Linked DNA regions of Canis lupus: region 2 is linked to region 1. Evidence: chromatin contacts called from public Hi-C data. All regions are on one chromosome and are shown on one strand. The core of a region is the stretch at or near the end of the contact, and the rest is flanking DNA. Distances in the headings are between cores, read along the strand shown. Region 1 has its middle 23 kb from the start of CNTF. Region 2 holds the start of ZFP91 (E3 ubiquitin-protein ligase ZFP91).

Region 1 (4,645 bases), core at 971-3,470:
TTATCCACAAGGGTAATTGTATGTGTGTCCCTTGGAATGCTCAAGTGGAATAAGGATGGCGGAGGTGGGGGTACTGTGAGGCAGGGTGGGGCATCGGGTGTGGGGCCAAGAGGCAGGGACTCAGATCCAGCCCTGCTACAATCTCTTCTGTGTGACCTTGTGCACCGTTACTTTCCCTGGGAATCAATTTCTCTGTGGTTAAAAGGAAAGTGTGTATGGCCTGGTACCATTTTTGTAAAAGAAGACAGTGTGCGTATATGTGCTTTTCACAGGTGTGAAGAGATGTCCACCTGTTCACACGGTGATCCCTGGGGAGTGGAACTGGCTGAAGGAGGTCTTTTTCACTTTATCTAACCTCTTTAACCTCTTTACTCTTTGAATTTTCCGTAACAAGCATTTGTTGAAATGTTTTTCAATAGCTAAGAAAGTCCTATTTGCTCCTGTTTTGCAGGAAGGTCACACTTCTTATCCGAGGTCACAGAGCCTTGGTATCTAACTCAAGGCTGTCCTGCCTGCGTGTTCCTTATGCTGCCTCGGAACAGTCAGGGGATGTGACCCCCTAGTCCCCAAGGCCTCAGCAAATGCTGCCCAGTGCTGGTAACAAAACATCTTCAGGGGCACCTGGGTGGCTCAGTGGGTTAAGCATCTGCCTTCAGCTCAGGTCATGATCTCAGGGTCCTGGGATGGAGCCCCGTATCCAGCTCCCTGCTCTGCAAGAAGCCTGCTTCTTCCCTCTCCCTCTGCCTGCCAGTCCCCCTGCTTGTGTTCTCTCTCTTTCTCTCCCTGTCAAATAAATAAATAAATAAAATCTTAAAAAAAAATCTTCAGAATTTTCCTTGCCCCCTTCCTGCTTGCATCTGATTCATATCAGCAAATGCTTAGCCACCACTCAGCCAAAGCATGTTTATCTTCTGTGTCCATTGCTATAAAATGCCAAATTCTGCCCCAAATCCTGGGAAAGAGCTATCACCAAACACGATGAATTTCCAGACTCCCTTGGATTTACAGTGACACAAGGTGTTTGTTCTTAAGTCACAAGCCCCACGGACTGAGCAGGATGTGGTAAGCAGCATGATTACTTGTCCCTGTCATAGGAAGAAGCTACACCAACGGGGAAAAAGGCTTTACTGTCTCCCCAGAGAACAGTCTTCTCTCTGGCAAATAATCTATCCCAAACTGCCTTATGAGAAATCAATCATACTTTTTAATAAAAGAATGCAAAAATAGAGATTGGAAGGAACCACATGAAGCGTTGGATTCAGACCATCCTGGGTGCAAATCCAAACCTTGAACAAGTTCACTTAACCCACTTTACTAAATGGACACCTTATCTTGTGCCAGGCACTCTGCTGGGCATTTTACACTAACAGCTCAAGCCTGAAGAGATTCGTATTGTTCTCATAACAGATGAGAGAAGTGGGACTCTGGGAAGAAAGCCACGATGTGGGAGGGCTCAGCTGATGAAACTGCTAAGGCCCAGATTCCAACTCATCGGGACATCAAGACCAGCACCCATTCCTCTGGATGATGTACCCACTCCCACACACGGTGGGAAGAGAAGACTTGCTCCAAGCACACGGTGGAAACCAGGGCTACCCAGGAGTGACCCCACGGGGTCAAGTGATCCTAAATCCAGACCCTGGCACTGCCTAGGAAGGGCTGGCACAGATCAGTGGATGAAAACTGTGCTTTGGTGCTTGATGAACCTAGATTCAAATACTGGCTCCAAGGTGTGCCTGTGGCCCTGGTACTTTACCTGACTTCTCCCGGCCTCACATTCTTCTCATGTAAAAGGCAACTGGTAAGAGGTTAGCCTAGGGTTATACAGCACCTCACCCAGAGTCACAGTTAGGGGAGCTCCTGATCCCACAAACGGGGCACCCCTGGGGAGCTCCACGCTGGGAAGGAGGATTGAAGTTCTTGGACCCTGGGCTATTTATGGAGATGCTACGCCCCCTTCAGAAGCTCTGCCGTGCCCATACACTAGGGCTCTGGGACGTGGACACAGCCGCCTCTCACTTCTTAGAGCTACTATGAGCCCGCCTCAGCCAGAAAGGGGGTCCTTTCTGGAATACCTGCCCAGGGTCCACAAGGAAGGAAATCAGCCTGCAGTAAATGTGACCTCCCAGCCAAGGTGCCTCATACACAAGCTGCCCAGGTCAAAGGGGGAAACACCCAGCTTTCCAGGCTGTGCCCTAGGGCCACCTCCTCACTCAGTGTAATAGCAGCAGCAGCAGCAGCAGCAGCAGCAGCAGCAGCAGCAGGGCCCCGCCTGCACCCTGTGGTCAGGAGCGGAGCCGGTGAGACTAAAATGCCTGGTGCGGGGCGCCTGGGTGGCTCAGCGGCTGCCCGTCTGTCTTCGGCTCAGGGTGTCATTCCAGAGTCCCAGGATGGAGTCTCACATCAGGATCCTGGCACGGCACCTGCTTCTCCCTCTGCCTGTCTCTCTCTCATGAATAAATAAATAAAATCTTTAAAAATAATAATAACAATAAATAAATAAAATCCTCGGTGCCCAGTAACTGAGATTTGATTTTCTTCATAGAGCTCAATTGGAAGGGTCCTGGGGCTGCTCTTCAGCAGCCTAGCTCAGCTGGCCCTGGTCCAGCGCGAAGCCTGAGCTTCACTCCTCTTGGTGCTTCTGATCCGGGCCATTCTTGCTGCCCCCCCACCCCCCCAACTTCAAGGAGGGCAGCCTAGGAGAAGCTAACTCCTCGGGAGAGGCCTAAGGCCTGCCGAGTCACCGCCCCGTGTTTGGACACACTTGGCTCCCAGGCCCTGGAGCTGCCGAGGGGCAGGGCGCGGCGGCCCTGGGCTAGGGTGGGGGGGCTGGCGCGGCTTCTCCCCGCGCCCCGGCACCCAAGCGGCGGGACGCTCACCCCACACCGCGTGCACGTGGGAGGCCCGCGCCACGCTCACGGCCCACGGGTCGGCGCCGCAGCTGGGCGGCCTCGTCCCCGGCCCGCCCCCTCCTCCCCGGCCCCGCCCTGCGCTCCCCCCGGAGCTCCGGCCTTCCGCGCCCCCCCCCCCCCGCCCCGCCACCGCAGCATCCGCTCGCCCCGCGCGCAGGGCCTGGGAGGCGGGAGCGTCCTGCCCCGCGGGCACCGGGTAGGGGAGCGGCGGCGAGGGAGCAGCCCCGCCACGTGCCCGCCGCCGCGTTTCCCCGCGCGGTCCCGCAGAGTCAGCCCGCAGGGGCGGCGGCGGCGGAGGCCCTCCCCCCCCCGGGGGCTCAGGCCGACTCCCCCCCCGGCCCCCCGCAGACCTAGTGCCCACTCCGACCCGACCCAGAGCTCAGTGCCGGCGCCACCCCCCCCCCCCCCCGCCCCAGCTCACCGCCGGCTCCCCCCCAGCTCAATGCCAGCTCGCCCCCCCCCAGAGCTCAGCGCCGGCTCCCCCCCAGCTCAGTGCCAGCTCAGTGCCAGCTCGCCCCCCCCAGAGCTCAGCGCCGGCTCCCCCCCAGCTCAGTGCCAGCTCGCCCCCCCCCAGAGCTCAGCGCCGGCTCCCCCCCCAGCTCAGTGCCAGCTCGCCCCCTCCCCAGAGCTCAGCGCTTGCTCCCCCCCAGCTCAGTGCCAGCTCGCCCCCCTCCCCAGAGCTCAGCGCCGGCTCCCCCCCAGCTCAGTGCCAGCTCGCCCCTCCCCAGAGCTCAGCGCCGGCTCCCCCCCAGCTCAGTGCCAGCTCGCCACCCCCCCCCCCCCCAGAGCTCAGCGCCGGCTCCCCCCTCCAGCTCAGTCCCGGCTCCTTCCCCTCAGCTCAGTGCGGACTCCCCACCAGGGCTCAGCGCCGGCTCCACCCCCCCTCCCCAGGGCTTAGCGCCAGATCGTCCCCCTCAGCTCAGCACCGGCTCCCCCCCAGCTCAGTGCTGGCTCCCCCCACCAAAGCTTAGTCCCGGCTCCCCCCACTCCAGCTCAGTGCCAGCTGCCCCCCCAGAGCTCAGTGCCGGCTCCCCCCCAGCTCAGCGCCGGCTCGCCAACCCCCCCCAGAGCTCAGCGCCGGCTCCCCCCACCCCGAGCTCAGGGCCGGCTCCCCCCCAGCTCAGTGCCAGCTGCCTGCCCCAGGGCTCAGTGCCAGCTCCCCCTCCAGCTCAGTCCCGGCTCCCCCCCCACTCCAACTCAGTCCCGGCTCGTCCCCCCCAGCTCAGTGCCGGCTCCCACCCCCCAGAGCTCAGCGCCGGCTCCCCCCCCCCCCCCCCCCCCAGAGCTCAGTGCCGGCTCCCCACCCAGGGCTTAGCGCCGGATCGTCCCCCCCAGCTCAGTGCCGGCTCCCACCCCCCAGAGCTCAGCGCCGGCTCCCCCCCCCCCAGAGCTCAGTGCCGGCTCCCCACCCAGGGCTCAGTGTCGACTCCCCCCCAGGCCTAGTGCCGGCTCCCCCCACCCCAGAGCCTCCAGGCTGCACAGTGTGCAGTGAGCCTCTTCGAGCCTCCTGTTCGCAGGCTGTCCGCACCCCAGCCGGCTCCCCGGGGCCTGCCCCTGCTGCTTCCACCCACCGGGGGTGCTCCTTGGCAACCTCAAGGTGTGTGTCAGCGGTGACTCAGACCTGGCTGCAGCCCAGGCCGCCCCCTTTGGGGTGCCTTCAGCAGCCAGGTGGGACAGCCCCTGGCGGGCCTGGTGAGCCCTGGGCCCCTGAGGGAGATGTCCTACCAGGACAG
Region 2 (4,657 bases), core at 1,896-4,395, 67 kb after region 1:
TAAAATTTAAGAATCAGAACTCTAGAATTTATTGGCCAAAATACAGGAAATGATGAGCCCAATTCTTAAGTAATACTGATATATAACCTTTCTTCAAATTTGGTCTATCTTTCCTTACTATGAGCCTGGTAAGTTTTACTTTAAAATGATCTTAGCATTAACTTTATGCCTTTCTCTGGAGCAAATTCACTAAAAAATTATTTCACAAAGATTTCCTGTTCTTTTCATTAACTTTTCAAAGTTTCAATGCAAAGGAAAACGCTATTAACAGGCATAGATGTATACAAAAACTGTAACCTAATTATCATACACATCTATGCTTGCAACCAATTATAAATTACCAGTTACAGATGAAGACACAGATTTAAAGAGCTTAAGTGACTTGCCCGATGGTCACTTAGTGAAAGCTGGGACCACAAACTTTCTGACTATATAGTCCAATGCTTTTTCCACTGCACTATTTTGCCTTCTAGTAGAAAAAGAGGTTTCAATCAATCCAAATCTCTGTACTCATTGAACTTTCTACTGTAAATTTTGCTGTCACTTAAATCAAGAGAAACAAATGTAGGTGAAACAGTTATTACTGAGAATCTATAGAAGAAATGGGATATGGTAGAAGAACTTGATAGAACAAGTAATTAGAGATAAATCTTCTACTTCCTTTTTAAAAACTGCCTCATGTTATTATGAAAATGAAGGATGTCAGAAGGTAGTTGACCAGGATTCAGTAAACTGATACTCAAAATCTGATGAAATGTCATAAAGGATTAAATTTCGTAATTAAAGCTTATCGCTCTGAAAACCTGTAAATCATGCACACATGTTTGACAAACCTCCACTATAATCAATTCCTCTTCCCCTCATACTGCAAGGTCCTTGAAGACAAGGACCACATCTCATTTACCTTTATAAAGCCTAGCCTAGCACAGTACCAGGCCCAGTTACTGCTCAATCATAATTTACCCAGCTGAAAAGCTTTAGAACTCCTTTTATTTCCAGGGCATGGAGTAAATCGAAAACACGTAACAAATAAATTATCACTATGAAAATTTTAACAATCCGATCAAAACTACGGAACTTAAGATACGCAATCAATAATAGATAGCTCTGAGGCTAAGAAGAAGGTAAAAGAACACTACTATCTTTTATGATACTGGATGCAAAAGGGAGGGACATTAAGAATTAAGACTGTATCCCTCTCCCCACAGGGAATAATATGGAGAAAAAAACGGAAGGAATTTCATTAAGTCATCTTCATCCAAGTCCAACGGTTTTAATATCGTGGATGTAAAAAGGCTCATAAGTACTTTTTTTGTCAAGAGTTAGTGGAAAAAAAAACTACAAGGTGAAAAAACTACTGCACTAGGTGTCATTATCTTAAGATATCATTTCTGAAAGTAAAAAACTGGTAGAATGAGCAGGTAAGGATGGAAGGGGATTTAAAAATATATTAAGTTATTAACCTTCCCAGGTTTAGCAACAGAAATGAAAAAAATCGTTTAGGAATGTTATTTAAGTTAACATAATTTAGAGAATTTATTGTGTAAACTACAGTTCTATGGACAACAAAAACCTGTACTTATAAGTCATTTGAATAACATTCCAAAATTTGAAGCACACGTAATACTGCAATATACCTTTGAATTTTCACTCTCTGAGAAGCTTCTAAGGCAAGCATGCGAGTCACAGACTTAATTCTTAATTTTGGAACAGGTGTGTTTCAAGTCCTAATGTGATTTAAGTCAAATCTTGGCATAATCTCTACGGGAGGGGGCACTTAAAGTTAGGATTCCCTCCGCTCCAATTTCCCCCTTCACCAATATTTTTTCACTTCAAAGTAAGCCCAAAGACACAAATGACGTTTTCAGTGACGAGCTCAATGGCTAATATGATTAATTTCTACAATTTACAAACGCACACACTGCGGGATCTTCAACACAGGGACATTTTAATACTAACGATTTAAAATATATATGTTCCTGGTCCCTCCATGGTCTCTAGAGAATAAAACAATTCCTTTGAGAGCTTTCGCAGCCTCATTTTTAAGGATGAAGTTCCAACATTTAAACATAAGCACAAGAAAAACCTAAAAAGACAGACAAAACCACTAAAACTCACCTAGCTAATTTTGTATGAAAGACTGCACTTAAAATCGGCAGAGCCCCGTTTTTACCCTAAGTACCAGATTTCTAAAACAAGTGAACGTGAGGTGCAGATTCAGGAGAGCGGTAAAAGCTCGGTGAAGCTACTAGTACCACCGGGTTCTGGAGCTAATTAGTGTGTGTTTGGGGGGGGGGGGCGGGGGCGGGAGGGCGCACACACTTTCCAAGGCTAAGATCGAGCTGCTGATTTCCTAATGGGGATGTGATGTAATAGTGGAGAGCCGCCGTCCGAGGGGCAGGGGCAGGCTGACAAAGGGAGCGCAGATGCCCGAGTGCGGGCGAAGCCGGCGGCGGCAGGGAAGGGGAGGGTCACCGCGGGGCAGGAGAGGTGCCCGCAGCAAGGGCGACCTCGGGGAGGGGGGCAGCGGCCCACAGGCGGGGGCCCGGGGAGGGCCCCAGAGGAGCCGTCGGACCGCGAGCGGGGAGCGGCGTGACATCTGGCGTGCGAGCCGGCAGGGGGCAGAGCAGGCAGGATGTCACGTGGAGCGGGCGCTACGGGAGCCGGGAGGGCTGCGTGCGGACACAGGGGGGTCTTTCCCACCGCCTGAAACACTGCGTTACTCACAGGAGTCGCGGACTCTTCTTGCCCTGAGCTGGAGACGGGGGCTTCGCGGCCTGGGACTGCTGCCCTGGGGCGTCGGGAGGCCTGGCGCTGGGGCTGCTCCTCCGCCGGCGGGGATACTCGGCCTTCCTCCGGCGAGACACAGCGGCGGCGGCGGCGGCCGCAGCGGCCCGGCCCCGGTCCCGACCTCCCCTCAGCACGCGGCTGCTCGTGGTCCCCGCAGGCGCCGCGGCCGCCGCCGCCTCAGGGGGCTGCTGTTGGGGCTCCTCGGGAGCCGCCTTGGCCGCCGCCGCCTCTCCCCCTTCCTGGTCCTGCTGCTCCGGGGGTCTCGGCTCTTCCGTCTCCCCCGGCATCGGGGCTCGTCCGTCCCCCACCCCCTCGTCCCAGGCGGCGGAGGCGGAGGCGGCGGCGGCCGCGGCGCTGCTCCCCCCGCCCCCTTCGCCTCCCGGAGCGTCCGGCTCAATCTCACTCTGCGCTCCTCTTCCCCCCCCTCCCCTCCGCCCGGCTCCGAGGGCGCCCCCCCCGCCCCCTGCCACTCAAGGCCCGCTACCGCCGGCGGCGCGCGCGCGCCCGCCACAGGACGTTCAGCGGACCAATGGGAGAGGAGGGACGGCTTCCTCGCCCCTGCCCCTCGTCGTCTCTCACGTAGCGACGTCCCGCGTTCCCTCCCCCACCCCTTCCTTAGCCAATCAGGAAACGGCTCTGAGGGAGCGCGCGAGGTTTCCTTCCCCGCGCACCCGTTCTCACCGTTAAACGGCTGCGTCTCGCGACAATCCTAAAGTGACCTTCCTCCTCCTCCTCCACCCCCCCTCCACGCGCCACGAGCTCAGCGCGCGCTAGGGGCAGTGGGAGGAGCAGGTCCCGCGAGGAGATTGGTGGGAGGAAAACGCACCTTTTTCCCCGCCTCGCGCGCACCCCGGACTGGCTGCGCGCGCACCTGCCTCCCTAAGGAGCCGCTAATGCCACAAGGCTCTTTCTATCCTTCTTCCTTAAGCCGCGGAAGTAGCCTCGGCGTTCTTCTGCCTCCACCCCGATCCCACTTTCCTGTCTGTGGCCTTTCTGTCCCCAGCGCCGCCAGGTCTTGCGGGAACGAAGGGGGAAATTTTTTGAGTTGTCGCTTCTCCTTTAAGAAAAAAAACCCCGTCGGCAGCCGGATGAAAGTCTCTGAAAAAATGGCGGCGGTAGAACAGAGGCGGGGTCGTGAGGGCAAGGAGGGCCCGCCTCTTGGCGCATGCGCTCGGTTAACTTGTTAAAAGGCATCCTGGGAGATGGAGTCTTAAAGAGCCTAAGCTTGGGCGGGGGGGGAAAGATTAGAAACCGGAGGCGGAGAGGATGCCGGGAAGGTTTTGACTGATGCACGCTGGGAAAGGTAGTTCGCTCTTTCTGCAGTGGCTGTGTGGTCTTTCAGGGAGGTAGTGTTTCCGGGTTAGGCCGCGACGACCGCACAGATCCTGGCAGAAGTGGCGAGTGGATTGCTGGTCGGGATAGCTTGGGACGGTTTATGTCGACTTTCTAAGTTGGCGTTGACGGGACATTTCTTGGGTGGCCGCGTTAGTAGCGCTTTGTCTGGATTGGTTACTTCGCACCTCCTAGGGTTCACGCCTGCAGTGTTCGCCTCGTCATCCTGTAACTCACTACCCTGTGAGCTCCTGGAGGTCAGGGACCGAATCTGGATCCGTCGGGTGCTCGGGGCGTAGCGCAGTTCCCACCAATCAATCACTGGGTTCTTAATAAAAGCCTGGAAAGAATTGTAGAGCTACTGTTCTACTAGATGTCGGTGCCCAGTAGCTGGCGTAGGGTGCTTTGACCTGGCTGCGGTCCCAGGGCTGCGGCGGGGGGGGGGGGGGGGGGGGGTCCTGTTAGCGTGATTCTGCGACCTACTCAGAAACCAAAGGCCTCCTTCGTGCCTCTTGCCTCGAAACCACTCGGCTTC

The links. A called contact is a pair of places that touch in the nucleus more often than the background predicts.
Region 2: a Hi-C map of amygdala shows a contact between it and region 1, with 3 times the contacts expected there. The contact joins the promoter of ZFP91 here to the enhancer-like site in region 1. A contact is called at or near these places in 2 of 9 Hi-C or Micro-C datasets (amygdala and liver).

What each region holds. Positions count from the first base shown.
Region 1 is chr18:38,185,676-38,190,320 of UU_Cfam_GSD_1.0, forward strand. No RefSeq gene overlaps it. Among named protein-coding and RNA genes, the nearest start is that of CNTF, 23 kb to the right of the region's middle. Within about 2 kb of position 2,221, at least 5 of the 20 cell types and tissues checked have an H3K27ac peak or open chromatin away from gene starts, as enhancers often do.
Region 2 is chr18:38,251,414-38,256,070 of UU_Cfam_GSD_1.0, forward strand. ZFP91 (E3 ubiquitin-protein ligase ZFP91) reads right to left here and starts at 3,146. Exons shown (of 11, transcript XM_038563187.1): 1 at 2,728-3,146. The coding sequence starts at 3,077.